4 separate regions of the Rattus norvegicus genome follow, and all the other regions are linked to region 3. The links are chromatin contacts, called in public Hi-C maps. All regions are on one chromosome and are shown on one strand. Each heading gives the region's core, a stretch centred on a gene start, on an enhancer-like site or on the middle of the called end of the contact. The rest is flanking DNA. Distances are from core to core; before and after follow the strand shown. Region 1 overlaps LOC102555978 (a long non-coding RNA gene). Region 2 has its middle 330 kb from the start of Adamts9. Region 3 overlaps Adamts9 (ADAM metallopeptidase with thrombospondin type 1 motif, 9). Region 4 overlaps LOC120102344 (a long non-coding RNA gene).

What was found. A called contact is a pair of places that touch in the nucleus more often than the background predicts.
Region 1: a contact with region 3 is called in a Hi-C map of Schwann cells, with 6 times the contacts expected there. The contact joins two enhancer-like sites. A contact is called at or near these places in 3 of 12 Hi-C or Micro-C datasets (Schwann cells, kidney and mammary epithelial cells).
Region 2: a contact with region 3 is called in a Hi-C map of Schwann cells, with 5 times the contacts expected there. The contact joins two enhancer-like sites. A contact is called at or near these places in 2 of 12 Hi-C or Micro-C datasets (the A7r5 cell line and Schwann cells).
Region 4: a Hi-C map of Schwann cells shows a contact between it and region 3, with 9 times the contacts expected there. The contact joins two enhancer-like sites. A contact is called at or near these places in 2 of 12 Hi-C or Micro-C datasets (the A7r5 cell line and Schwann cells).

Annotation. Positions count from the first base shown.
Region 1 is chr4:127,148,581-127,151,695 of GRCr8, reverse strand. All of the region lies in intron 2 of LOC102555978 (a long non-coding RNA gene), which reads right to left. It overlaps LOC134486615 (a long non-coding RNA gene), which reads right to left. Exons shown (of 2, transcript XR_010065879.1): 2 at 2,291-2,431. Among named protein-coding and RNA genes, the nearest start is that of Adamts9, 130 kb to the right of the region's middle. Within about 2 kb of position 1,400, at least 6 of the 93 cell types and tissues checked have an H3K27ac peak or open chromatin away from gene starts, as enhancers often do. A contact at or near this core is called in Schwann cells, where this site is marked.
Region 2 is chr4:127,350,936-127,354,467 of GRCr8, reverse strand. No RefSeq gene overlaps it. Among named protein-coding and RNA genes, the nearest start is that of Adamts9, 330 kb to the right of the region's middle. Within about 2 kb of position 2,202, at least 12 of the 93 cell types and tissues checked have an H3K27ac peak or open chromatin away from gene starts, as enhancers often do. A contact at or near this core is called in Schwann cells, where this site is marked.
Region 3 is chr4:126,861,263-126,864,601 of GRCr8, reverse strand. It overlaps Adamts9 (ADAM metallopeptidase with thrombospondin type 1 motif, 9), which reads left to right. Exons shown (of 39, transcript NM_001107877.1): 37 at 1,837-2,023. The coding sequence ends at 1,980. Among named protein-coding and RNA genes, the nearest start is that of Adamts9, 160 kb to the left of the region's middle. Within about 2 kb of position 1,326, at least 6 of the 93 cell types and tissues checked have an H3K27ac peak or open chromatin away from gene starts, as enhancers often do. A contact at or near this core is called in Schwann cells, where this site is marked.
Region 4 is chr4:127,248,572-127,252,153 of GRCr8, reverse strand. LOC120102344 (a long non-coding RNA gene) reads left to right here. Exons shown (of 5, transcript XR_010065878.1): 2 at 1-3,582. Among named protein-coding and RNA genes, the nearest start is that of Adamts9, 230 kb to the right of the region's middle. Within about 2 kb of position 2,038, at least 4 of the 93 cell types and tissues checked have an H3K27ac peak or open chromatin away from gene starts, as enhancers often do. A contact at or near this core is called in Schwann cells, where this site is marked.

The sequences.
Region 1 (3,115 bases), core at 151-2,650, 290 kb before region 3:
CTGCACTGGTCAGCTACTGTGCTCGATTGGGCAGCGCTCTTTCAGTCATCCAGGGACACTGGGGTAAACAGGACTAACCTGTCCTCATTACACAGGACAATTAAAGTGCTCAAACCCCTACCTAAGGCCGCACAGGGCCAACACATGTCAGAGGTGAGGTTGTAAGCCTGGGGTATGATCTCAAAATCTTAGTCTGCCATCACCAGAAATAAAATGACAGTCCCACAATAGTCTACCCAAAGCATTTGCTGATGTAAGCATGTTCTTATTTCTGAGCCTGGAACAGAAGAGAGGAACTGGATAGTTTTAATAAAATATATTAGTAAGATGCCCCAAATGTCACACATTAGAGAACATTTTATTCCCTTAGGTTGGGAGGATGATGGAGACTTACATAGAGAGGGTATTTTCAGAAGGACTTAAAGACTGACTAGGAGCCTGCCAGACAGAAACTAAAGGAAGTACGCCAAAGACCACACAGACAACAATAAAAGTCTGCAGTATTCTGACAAAATAAATGCCTAGCCTAGATCGCTAATCCTCATGATTTAGTTCAACTGAACTCACAGGATTTTTTTTTTCTTCAACAAACTAAGGAGGCAGCCAAGTCCTTGGGGCTTCTGATGAACTAAAAATTTGCATTTCTAGTGAATTTTCATGTGCAGCTTTTGACTACTCTGCTGAGAGAGCCTGTGCCCCAAACCAAAGACCTATCTGGAACCCCCACCACTTGTGTGTGTACAGGAGAGAGATGCCAGGGTCAGCAAGCCCTGTTCTGAAATTCTCAGAAGACCTGAGGGTTTCTCTGCCTGCAAGGAGCAGTAGTGAAATTTTACTGTTGGTTTGGGGAGCAATTAATACTGAAGCTGTCCAGTGGGAGGAAATAGGAAACCACAGCTTGAGGCTGAGCTAGGGAACCTAGGATTTTATGGCGTTTCTGTCCCCTCAGTGCCCCTATTCACAGGCGGGTGAGGGCCTGAGGCAAGAGTATTTTGAAACACAAGTTCTTTTGTTGTGGGAGTGAGGAGGGAAACGATGTTTTCACAATTCCTCCTCCAATTTTGAGGCTGGGTCTGCTGACTACAGCTTAGTTTGTGTGCTTGTCTCAAGGTACTTCTGCTGACCTCAGCACCCAGCCAGGAGTGAGGAGGGACAGGCAGGAATCCTAGCTGAGAATGACAGGAGTAAGGCCACGGCCAGCTCTGTGGATGCAGCTGGGACAGATGAGAGCCTTGGGAAATCCTTCCACTTCTAATTCAATTTCTATGCTTAGCTCTTGTTTTCCAGGATGGAAAAAATCTAGACTCTGAAAGGTCAGCTTCCAATTGTAGACTCCCTCTCAGACCACACCCACCGGCTCCCACAAGCCCCTGCAGCTCTGAAGGTCACAGCTGCCCAAGAATTGAGGAACAGGAAGCCGCGGAGTCCCTGTCTTCTTTTCACCAGATTGCTTTGCTAGCTGACAGCCATCAGCTGTGCTAGCATTCCCGGCCTGTCCCCTCTGCACCCGCCATACTTGGCATGGAGGATAGGGAAAGAAGGGCAAGCGGTGGCTCCTAGAGATCAGGAAAGGAGATGAAAGCAAGAAGTTCAGGTTCTGCATTTCATTTCGGTGTTCGTTTGTGACGTAGCTGTCTTGCGGCTCTGCAGGAGTCTTGTGGGAATTTCTAGCCATCTAGTTGGCAGTCCTAGGTTACTACACCATTATGTCCCAGAGCCACTTAGTTCAGGACAATCATTAGCCTACTGTTGACCAATAAGGAAGAGACTGACGATTATCTACATGAGAAATACTACCAGAGGCAGCGCGGTCTTGGCTCATCTTCCCCTGGCACCCAGACTGTTATTCCCCAGGTTATGTGATCCACACTTTCTTTGTAGAGATGGAGTATTTTTGTCATTGTGTCTGTTTCACGCAACAACACAATTAGGGGAGGTTGCCTCAACAGAAGAAGCTGATTAAGGTCACAGAGTTATTGTGAAACCATTTGGGAGTTGTGGAAAATGAGTCTCACTGCTAAGCTTTCTTGCTTTAAGAAAAAGAAAAGCCAAGCTGCACCTTGAGTTATCCATCTATAACAGATCATAAAATACCCATAACCTCCCATGTAATTTACTCATCTCAAGAGAGATACTAAATGCTTCTTCCAGGCTCTCAGTACCTTCCCAAGAGTTCGGCGATTTTACGGGATGGGAGGGGGTAGGACTCTGATTCTGCAGCGGGGTAGGGCAGACAGTGGCGAACTGCCAGGATACGTGTCACAATAGAAGACTGTACTTTGCACAGCTCGCAAGCCAGTGGGCGGGAGAGCCTTGTTTTATTTGAGTCCCAGGAAAGCTGCTGTAAATAGGACTGATGGAAACTAAATCCATTTTCAGTAGCAACGAAGACCGCGTTGATGATGCACCTTTGACCCGGATGCCCAATGTCCTGGAGACAGAATCACAAGCCATACTTCAAAAACCGTGCTTTCATGGAGGTATCAACACACAGCTTCGGCTTTCACTTACCTAACACATATCTAATGCAGGTTTCTGCAGAATATGGGTTTCTGCAGAATTATGTGATAAAGGTCAATGGTGTTCCACTCCCTTCATTCAGAATCCGTAACAATTGGATAGAAGACCATTCGTAAAACTCCTCTTGAATTGGCCAAGGTTTGTTTATTTTATCAAATCAATATTTCAAGAATATCAAAATGAGCATTATCTCCTTTGCTACACAGTCTGCTGAGGGTTGGATTGGTTTGTTGAAATGGACAGTTTAAAGGGCCAAGTCAGCTTTAAATCCACTCTTCTTCTTGTGTCTATGATCTTAACCACTGAGCTTATCTCCTTCCTGACACTCTATCACATGACTGCTAATGTACCTTAATTCACCATTGCTTTTTTTTTTTTTAATACAATTGAGTCTATTTCCAGTCCTCAAAGTTGGTCACCTGTTGCCTGTATCTATACTTTTTTAGTCATAGAGCCTGCCTGGTGTCACATTATATGATATGTCCCCCACACATCAGATTGTTGTTTTCCCATCTTCCTGGCCCTCTCCTCCCATAATCATTTCAAGCATGCGTTCTAGGAGCCCCACCCATATTTTTGGTGGGTACACAAAGAT
Region 2 (3,532 bases), core at 953-3,452, 490 kb before region 3:
AGGCCAAAATCAACCTTTCTTCTGAACTTAGCCAGTATTGTAGATCCCACTGAGATGAAGCAGTGACCAGTGATGTTGCATGGGTACTTTAACACGCCTCATGACAGTCCACGGGCAAAATGCACACATGCCATCGTGTGTGTTGGTGCTTTGCTTCTGTCTTGAATATGGCCCTTCATATGCAGTGAGCTAGAGAACTTCCAGAAAGCTTTGGATTTTGAGACATGGCAAACAGACTTTAGATTGCAGATTTTGGGTGCTCTGCTTATGTACAAATGCCCCATTATAGTCATATTCATGACATCTGTGCTGTCTCTACCCAGCTCTTATTACCTCAGTCCTACAGTAAGCATCCATAACTATACAGGGTGATACATACAGTATGTAAGGTAATATAACATGCAAAGTAATACAGCTTCTGAACTGAATTTCCTCCACTGGCCCACTGACCTATGTTGGCCCCACAGTTAATTCTACCTTAGTGGTGCTGTCTGGTAAGGCATGTCCTCTCACTTCAGTGTCTTATTTGCCCCTTGTCTCTGTGTACACTGGAACCAGCTAACTAAAATTTAGAGGGTGGGATTCCATTGGAAGAGGTTGTATTTTAAACATTATGGTGGCCTCTAATCCATGGGCATTTAAGTAATCTTAATAACTCTTAATCAGATTCTTGTAAGCTCTTCGAACATCTTTACCTCTTGAGTTAGATTTCTCCTTACAAAGTTTTTATACTATCTTCTTAAATCTACATTTTTGATTTCTAGTTTATCATAGAACAGTTGGGTTTATAGATTGATTTTATACCCAGTAAGTTTATATAATTAGGTAAATCAAAATAAAATAAAAATATTTTAGGCTTTATGAACATGAAGTCATCATTTTAAAAATGGAACTTCTTTTTCCCCCTTTCTAATGGTTATGGCATTTATTTATTTATTTATTTATTTATTTATTTATTTATTTATTTATTTTTGGCCATTTCATTGTATGAATACCATCATAGTATTCATTAGTTTTCTTCCTATAACTGTGATAAATAGCATGACTAAAAACAACTTGGTGTGGGAAGGGTTATTTGGCTTACTCTTCCAGATCACCGTCCACCATTGAGGGATCCAAGGTATGAACTCAACCAGGGCAGGAACTTGGAAGTAGGAACTGAAGCAGAGACCATGGGAGAATGATGCTTATTGGTTTGCTCCTTGTGACACTCTCGGTTTGCTTTTTATACAACCCAGGACCACGTTCTCAGGGGTGGTACTGCCCCCAGCGACCCCCCCCATCAATAATTAATAAGAAAATACCCTCACAGACTTGCCTACAGGCAATTTGATGGAGATATTTTCTCAATTGAGATTCTGTTTTCAAGGATTATTCTAGTTTGTATCAAGTAGACAAAAACTATCTTGCACATTGATTATTTTGCTGATTGGAACTTTTGGGATGTTACTGGAATTGGCACATCTATTTTACCATATTCAATTAATTAAAGTAAGTCAGTAGGCCAGCCCAGAGTCAGTAGAGGGTGTGTCAAGTAAAGTTATGGTGCTGGATTTTTATTTTTGAAGCATTTATATATGAAGCATCATTGGTTAATTATGGTCAATATAAAATATATTACAGTCAGTTTTATTCTCAAATGTCCATCTGTTCCTTGGATAACTGCAGTAAACTCAACTTGGTCATGAGGAATCATCTCCTATATGTGTGGTGTGTTTGTGCGAGTGCTTGTTTGTGTGAATGCACATGTTATGCACATGTATATAGAAACCATCGAGGCTGACTGTTCAGCGAGCCCTTGGATCTCCTAGTCTCTGTTTCCCCACTCTGGAACTACAAGTGTGCATCACTGAACCCTACATTTTTGTATGGATTCTGGGGCTCAAACCTTCACACACAGGCAGCAAGTACTTTATTAACTTTGCTATCACCAAGTCATAATGCATTCTTTTTAACTCTTGTGTATTATTGGCTCATTTGTTAATTTTCCCTCTGTAATACAGTTTTTAAATGGTGAGATGCCTTTGCCTTGAAAAGAATTCAGTGTCACCCACATATGCTAGTAGCTGATGCACTCCATTTTCTCCTAGCCACATGTCCATCGAGACTGGAATTCCTTGATCTTTCTTTCAGATCCATTGAGCCAGCCCCAGTGCTCTCAGCCTGGCAGCACCGTGGAATCTATGATTTCACTCCGTGAGTCATCCTGATCCTTGTGGATGGTGCCACCTTCACACAAAAGCATTCGTCACACCCATCACTGGCAGTGAAATGAATGTCCCAGAAAGCCCCCTCTTCTATACAACATCACAATAGCTTCTCTGGAAGGATTGTGACAGCAGCTTCCTTATGCAGCTCAATAAACACAGGGTGACTCAATGCCTCCCACGGGGAAGGAGATGCTTCTTTTCAGTGATTACTATGGTCTCTCTCTTTTCTTTCACTCACTCATTTGCTGATCATAACTTCCGTTAATTTCATGAAAAGATCAGAATACCACCATAAGGTTATTAGAATGCCATTTGGTTATTGCCACAATAGATGCTATTTGAAATATTAGAATTTAACGTATGTTGGACACTGTGCTTTGCATATGATGGCAAGCTAGACATTCGCAAAATTGGAGCACCATCCCTTCATTTGCAAGGTTTCTAACTCTGTGCTGGGCAGTTTTATGTCAACTTGACACAGATAAAGTGTCAAGTTCCTTCTGAGAGGAAGGAACTTCAAGAAGGGCTTGCTGAGACCCCAAAAGTACAACAATGCCAAGCACCCAGAGCTTCCCGGGACTAAGCCACTACCTAAAGACTATACATGGACTGACCCTGGACTCTGACCTCATAGGTAGCAATGAATATCCTAGTAAGAGCACCAGTGGAAGGGGAAGCCCTGGGTCCTGCTAAGACTGAACCCCCAGTGAACTAGACTGTTGGGGGGAGGGCGGCAATGGGGGGGAGGATGGGGAGGGGAACACCTATAAAAAGGGAAGGGGTAGGGGTTAGGGGGATGTTGGCCCGTAAACTAGGAAAGGGAATAACACTAGAAATGTAAATAAGAAATACTCAAGTTAATAATAATAATAATAATAATAATAATAATAATAATAATAAAGGGCTTGCTGACAGGAGCCTGGTAATAAGCTGTCTCCTGAGAGCCTCTGCTAGCACCTGACCAATACAGATGCAGATAATCACAGTCAACCATTGGACTGAGAACAGGGACCCCAATGGAAGAGTTAGGGGAAAGACTGAAGGTGCTGAACGGGATTGTAACCCCATAGGAAAAACAAAAATATCAACTAATTGGACCACCCCGAGCCCCCAGGGATTAAGCCACCAACTAAAGAGTACACATGGAGGGACCCTTGGCTCTAGCTACATATGTAGCAGAGGATGGCCTTATCTGACATTAATGGGAGGGAAGGCCCTTGGTCCTATGGAAGCTTGAAACCCCCCACATAAGGGGATGCTAGAGTGAGTAGGGAATGGGTATGTGGATGGAGGAGCACACTCATAGAGGCAAAGGGGAGGAG
Region 3 (3,339 bases), core at 77-2,576:
GTGTCTCGAACTGTCTGTAGACATTGCCACATTTCTTCGGAAGATGCATCACCCCTACTGGTATCAGTGATTGGTCACTCTGGAAGCAGAAATCTTCTTTCCCATGTCATATTTGTAGTGCCTTAGCTCCAGAAGGATTTGGAAGTCATTATTTCCTATTTATGAAACTTGCAGGGAGAAGAAACTCTGAGGCACTCCTCTTAGAAATTTCACCCAAAGACCTAAGATGTGCTATTTACTGGAAAAAACGGTCAACTTCCAGGGACATGTTACTACCAATAGCTAATATATATACATAGACCAAGTAATACTGAGCCCCTCCCCTAAGTAATTACCATTAAACCAGGGCAAAGAAAACAAGAATTTGTTAGGAAACAGTTAGGAAATTCAGGAGCATTTAGAAATTTAGAAAACACAGAAGTTATACTTGTATTTTTGTTACAGATGCCAGTGTTTCTACTAAGTATCAACAACATGAGAGCTTATTTACTTTCATATTTCTCCCAAGTTTTGTTTAAGGCAAGGTTTCCCTAGGTAATGCAGGTGGCCTGGATCTGACTGCCATCCTCCTCCTCAGTCCTCTGAGCAGTGATATCATAGGCAGGGCCTACCACAGCCAGCTTCTACACTTCTAACTTTATTTACTTCTCATTACTACAGTAAATGAGGGAAGTATGTACATTAACTTCCATTTTAAAGATGGACCAACTGAAGTTTGGAAAGGGCTGAACTAACCCCTCCTTCCCCCCTCCCCTCTTCCCCTCCCTCCCTCCCTCCCTCCCTCCGTCACCCCCTCCCTTGCCTCTCCTCCTCTCTCTCTCCTCCTCCTCCTCCTCCTCCTCCTCCTCCTCCTCCTTTCTCTCTCTCTCTCTCTCTCTCTCTCTCTCTCTCTCTCTCTCTCTCTCTCTTATCTAATCATTGCTGAAGGAGTTAACTCTGACATACTAGGTTTGGTTCTGAGTAACAGCTCTCCGTTATCTCTTTGTTTTAACTTTTTTCAAAGTCGTGGGTTCTCAGTTCTGGGAGAAAGTAATCCTGAGAACATGTTCAGGGTCACAGAACATTCTCAGCTTGGAAACCGCCAGTGTTGGATCTGGTTTTGAGAGAGGGGAGACCGGTTTAGTACTACGGCACTGGCTCCTTAGAGATAAATATCAATATTAAAGGCCCAGACCACACACCCTTGTGGCCTTTGGGAATTCTGTTCCGGAACTAAGTCTGTGTGTGCCCGCGGGCGCGCGCGCGGGCGCTTGGGTGGGGGGGTGTTCAGAAGATGGACTGGGAGTGTGCGCTATCTTCAGCAGGCCAAGAGCGTCCTCTTCTGGCTACCTTTGGAAACGCGCCACTGCTTTGAACTCACACCCAGCGGTGCTTGGTACAGAGTGTGCTTGCTCTTCGCCCCAGGGAACTGGAAGCCCAGGAAACTTTGGCAGCTAGATCTTGTTAGAAAAATTACACTGTGGCATTTTGGTCGTGAAGGAATCCGATAATTGCGAGCAACATCGGGGTTACTGTGCTACGGAGGCTGGCAGGAGGAAGCTTTGAGAGAGGATTTAGAAGTCAGTAAAGACGACCTGAGAGCTTTCTGTGTTCAGGAGGGAGTTAATCGACTGTGATCCAGGGTTTCACCATCTGTAAACAAAATCCCTACCTAGAAATCATGAATGTAACACACCTGGTTCTGACAATGGAACAACAAAATACCTTCAATGATTAGCGGCCATCAAAATTAATTAACACCCTTCTACTTACCAAAGTCCCTTTGAATGTGTCAGCTCTGCCTTGGTTGGTATGTCACACGGGCTGAAAGTCTTTTGTGTTGGCTTTGTGTTCCAGGGCCGTTTTAGCATCAACCTTTATGGGACCGGGCTGTCCTTAACCGAGTCTGCCAGATGGACATCACAAGGGAATTATGCCGTTTCAGACATCAAGAAGTCTCCGGTAAGGCTCTGTATTGCTTGGGGGATGGTTCTTGTTTAACATCTTATGAAGACGGTGGCTCTGTACTGAAGGAGCAGAGCCGGCATGCTTTTCCCATTCACCAAACTTTTGTTCCCCAAAGTGCCAGAGAGAAAATTTAGGACACAAATACGGGAAGGAATTTAGAGGTGGGTGAAACAGGAGAGACTCACTGGTTGAAGCTTTTCCCACCTACTAAATTCGAAGCCATCCAAGCGCCTGGAAAGACTACTGGATCAAAAGGGGTCGGGGCAGGGCTCTAGCATACACACAGCTCAAATATCTTAACTAATCAAATGCAACTTGCCTATTCAAACCTCGAAAAAATTGATGTTTTGGTTTGGTTTGCTCTGCCCAGAAACAGTTGCAGTTCCAGTAGGAAGAGGTTATGGGGTGATATTTTCTGGAAAGTTAGGAATACAATAATCCACTTTTGGGGGGTGGAGGTTGAACCCAGTACACTTAGCATGTCAGCAACCCCAAAGCATTTGGAAGGCAGGAGCTAGGACCCTGGTCTTCTGGGTCCAATTCTGTAGCTGAACAAGCCCCCAAGTGGTTGACAAGCATAGCCCGAGAATCACCCACCCTGTGGAGCCACCTGTTTAATTGTACCCTCTGGTCCCTCTGACTAGGCTGAGGGGATCCAAACCTCTGGGGCTGTGTCTCCATGGTGATCCTAAAGGACAGTGGGGCAGAAACTCCTCCTTAAAGCCCTTCCACTGAGTTCTCAGGCCAGTGCAGCATCCAGCCTCCTGGAGATATGGGATGTTTCCCAGTACCTATTCAGGAACTGCACCCGTGACCTGAGAAGAGAAAGGGGGAAGAAAGGAGATCTGAGTCCAGAATAACCCGGCCAGATGAGTGCAGCTACCTCGTTAGAACTGCAAGTTAGAATGCCAGGTCAACCATGACACTTTTTTTGGTTTTTTGGGTTTTTTTTTTTTATTTCTTTAAGCTTGCGTAGGGGATTTACATCTTTTTAAACAGTCTGTTCCCAGGACACAGCTATTACCTCAGCACTGGGGAAGCAGAATAGGAGAGCCTTCAGTTTAAGACAAACTTGGCCCACATAGCTAGACCCTGTCTCCTAATGACTAGTACTACAAATAATGACACGTAATGCTAATATGTTGTTTACCTGAAATCCATATTTGATGAGCATTTGGACTTTCACTGGCTGAGTTTGGCAACCCTCCAAGTGTGTTGCCTCGGGTTGGAGCCAAAGGATGAAGCAGCCACTCAGTCTGCACTGCCCTGAACCCCCGGCACAGGGGAGATCCCGCAGGGCGCCTCAGGACGATGTGTTTCCTGACTCCTTTTTAAACTTCTGGAATCCTGCCTGTATCTCAGGTCCTGGTCTTGCCACAAAGCTAAGCAGGG
Region 4 (3,582 bases), core at 789-3,288, 390 kb before region 3:
AGAGGTGTAGCAGACTTCCCTAAGAGCCTTAAACTGAGAGTCACAACATGAACAGGAGATTGCTAGAGATTCCCAGTTGGAAAGTTGCTCCAAATGAAAGGAACACAGACTTTTAGCTTTAAAATACTAGAGGAGGGAGTATGGACGGTATATTTAAGCAGTCAACATTTTTTGAGTGCTTAGTTTAAAGTCACATGTCTATCAGTTTTCTCTGTGAGGCTGAGATCATGTACTAGGAAATTCGATAAGTCCCTGTCACGTAGTTTACACTTTGGTTAAATAGTCACCACACACACACACACACACACACACACACACACACACACACACACACACACACGGATACAGTGCTCACTATTTGTGGGCTCATAGCCTTAGATTCAGCCAATCAAAAAAGAAAGTTACATCTGTACTGAACACAAGGGGACTTTGTTATTATTGGGTTGTCATTTCTTCTAACTGAAACAGTGTAACTCTGTCCGTTTATATTATACTGGGTATGAGAAGTAATCTGGAGATGTTGGAAGTGGACGGGTAGATGTGCACAGGTTATAAGCTTGAGTATCTGCAAACTGTCATATCCGTGGGGGTTGCGAGAGTAAATTCCCTGCAGACACAGAAGGAAAAGTGTACAGGCATCAGAGATAAGCAATTCAAAGAGAGGCCACACTTAAGGACCAGAATAGCACTACTGATAAGAGTTAGTGTGAGCTCAGACGGGGAGCTCCCATAGAAGCCCCAGACTGTGAAAGGCATCCTGGAAGCTGGAGACCATGAGGAGTGGGGTGGAATTTGGAGAGCAGAGTAAACAATACTTCAGGCTGGAGGAACGGATGAGAAGAAACAGAGGACAGACAGCAGAACTGAGATGACAGAACTATAGACCCTGCCTCCATCCCTCACAGCCAGTCAGATGCAGATGGTGGGAACAGTTTCTATCCTAAGCACTTAACCCTGGGTTCTGGCTTGCTGTTAGGGTATCTGTGAATTTTGTGAATTCTTATGTTCATTGTGGGAGGGGGACAGTGAGCCTCTCTACTTTTTTGTCATGGCCTCCAAAATTCTCAAGAGTTTTTCGGTGTCTTTGGTTTCATTATCCCAGCCTCCTATTTTGTTTCTTTCGATATCTGATTTCTTTTTCTTTCCTTTCATTACAAAAAGAATTCAATTTTCACAATCTGGAAAGAAAACAAAATTTCTCAGAATGATTAGATTAACTTGCCCAAGGATGCTCGGTAAAATCAGGCCTCTGAGGTCAAGGTTTAACGCCCACCCGAGCTCTTTGCCAAACTCTGTGCTTCCTCACATGGTTTCCATGTCCTCCTTGGCTCAGAGTGTTGTGTCCCCCACCAGGACTTTATCATCTCAGTTCAGTAAAACACTAGTTGGGTATTTCTCCCGGTCACTGACCATGACTTGTATGCACATTTTTTCCCTTTGACACTTGGCCCCGTTACCCGTGTGCTGTCCTCAAGAGTCACTGGAACTTGTGGAAAGTGAGATGGCTTTCCAGGCCTTCAGTGCAACCCTTGCTTATAGCAGAGTATTTCCTTGCACTAGTAAGGTATAAAGCGATGTTCAAAAGCAGCACCACCCTTTAAAAACTGAGCCTACTGGCGAGTCCTCTGCTGCTTCACAATTATTTACCGACCACCTTTCCTTCTTTCTTCATTGTGCAACGGCATGATGAAGACGATAAGCAAAGCTTATCTCCTCCCCTCCTCCTGTCATTGAACAACTCATGGCTAGCCTGGCTTCCTCTTAGCCCCTTTCTTCCACAGCCCCTACTCAGATTGTTTTGTAACCAATGGTATACATCATACAATTTTGCCTTTAAACATTTCAGCATTGTTCAGGGTTTTAAATAGGCTTTGATATATATAAATAGCCCGGGGCACTTGCCAGGTCACAGAAAAGTTTGATGTTCTAGAATACCACATGGGGCAGTTGGATCGGAGCAGCCCGGAGGTTTTCCTCTGAAACATGTCTTTGTTCCGTTGCGTTCGTTAAAGTCTCTTGGATTGTGTGAACTACCGTTTGAGTCAGCTCTGTGGAATTAACTGTACAAGCTCAGTTCTGTTATCCAGCTTGTTCTGTAAGTAAGTCCGTGTGGGCTCCAGCACTGACAGCATGGTAAGGAATCCTTTGAACATAAACTGAATTTCACGTTCACTTACTCACAATTTCACCCCTGAGAGGCTCAGATGGACGCAGAAAGTAGTGCCCAAAGACTTGAACTTCGTGGGAACATGCCCAACACACACTGGGACACCCACCATCCATCTCAGCTCCACAGGTAGAGTAGACCACACCCACACACATCTGTACTACAGCTAGGGTTTGGAGAAGCCCCTTCCACCACTTTCCAGTAACTAACAGGCAGCTCCTTGCCCACACTCACGTCCACAGGCAAATGCCAGGTCATTTGCAGAGCTGACTACAGTGTGTGTTAATGTACTCACATATCTACAAAACATTTAACGTGAGCTACATTGTACTAGTATTTAATCAGATTTTTATCATCTTGCTTTCCTTTCTGTAATGTAACTCTAACACATTTTTGAGTGTTGTTCATAAATCCTGGGTTTCTCAGCCTTAGCCCTACTGAGTTGCCGGCGGGGTAAATCTTTGCTAGGGATCAGTGGAGAGCCTGTGTATCACAGGACATTTAGTAGCAGTCTGTCTTGGCCTTTATCCACCACGAATGCTAAATTCTGATCTCCCCTACCACACCTTAGCAACCAAAAAAAATTATTATAGATATTGTAAATATCCCCTAGGAATATGGGTAAAAACCACAGATTTTTCTGAGTACCTGGAAATGGTTGCCTTAATTCTGATTCCTATAATCTTTGTGGTGTTTATCACATTGCTCTGCATAGTATGATGAGTTTTAGGACTATGTGTGCACTGTAGAAGAGCTGATTCAAAGCTTTGCACAAGTATCTTTGCATAGGTCCTCAAGCTAACACAACTTATGGCTTGCTATAGTAGTCATCTACAAGCTGTACATCAAGCTTGAAATGCAGACTCTCAACTTAAGATCATTGATTGATCCTTATTTTCAAAGTCTGTAGACCTTGAACCATACCAATGTTGGCATTTAGACTAGGCTGTGCCTCACAGTTACCTGACAACAGCCAGGTACGCCTGACTCACTATAAAAGGGGCTGCTTGCCCCTCCCTCTCTTGCTCTCTTGTTCTTGCTCTGTCCTCTCCACTACTGATCTCCCTCCCCCTCCCGCTCACTCTCTATGTGCTCGTGGCTCCTCTCTCTCTCTCTCTCTCTCTCTCTCTCTCTCTCTCTCTCTCTGCTTTTCTCTCAACTCCCCTCCCCATGCCCTGAATAAACTTTATACTATACTGTCTTATGGCTGGTCCCTCAGTTGGGGGAAGGGATGCCTCACCATAGGCCTCATACGCATCCCCTTCCCCCACACCTTACCTCACCTCCACCAAACATATTCCTTCTCTATTTTTATAAAACAAACACCAAGTTTCTGACAGCAATAGCTTCCTACCATTTACTGAGACAACTCACTATGCTCTACCCCTCACAACCTATGTCACATTTAACCCTCC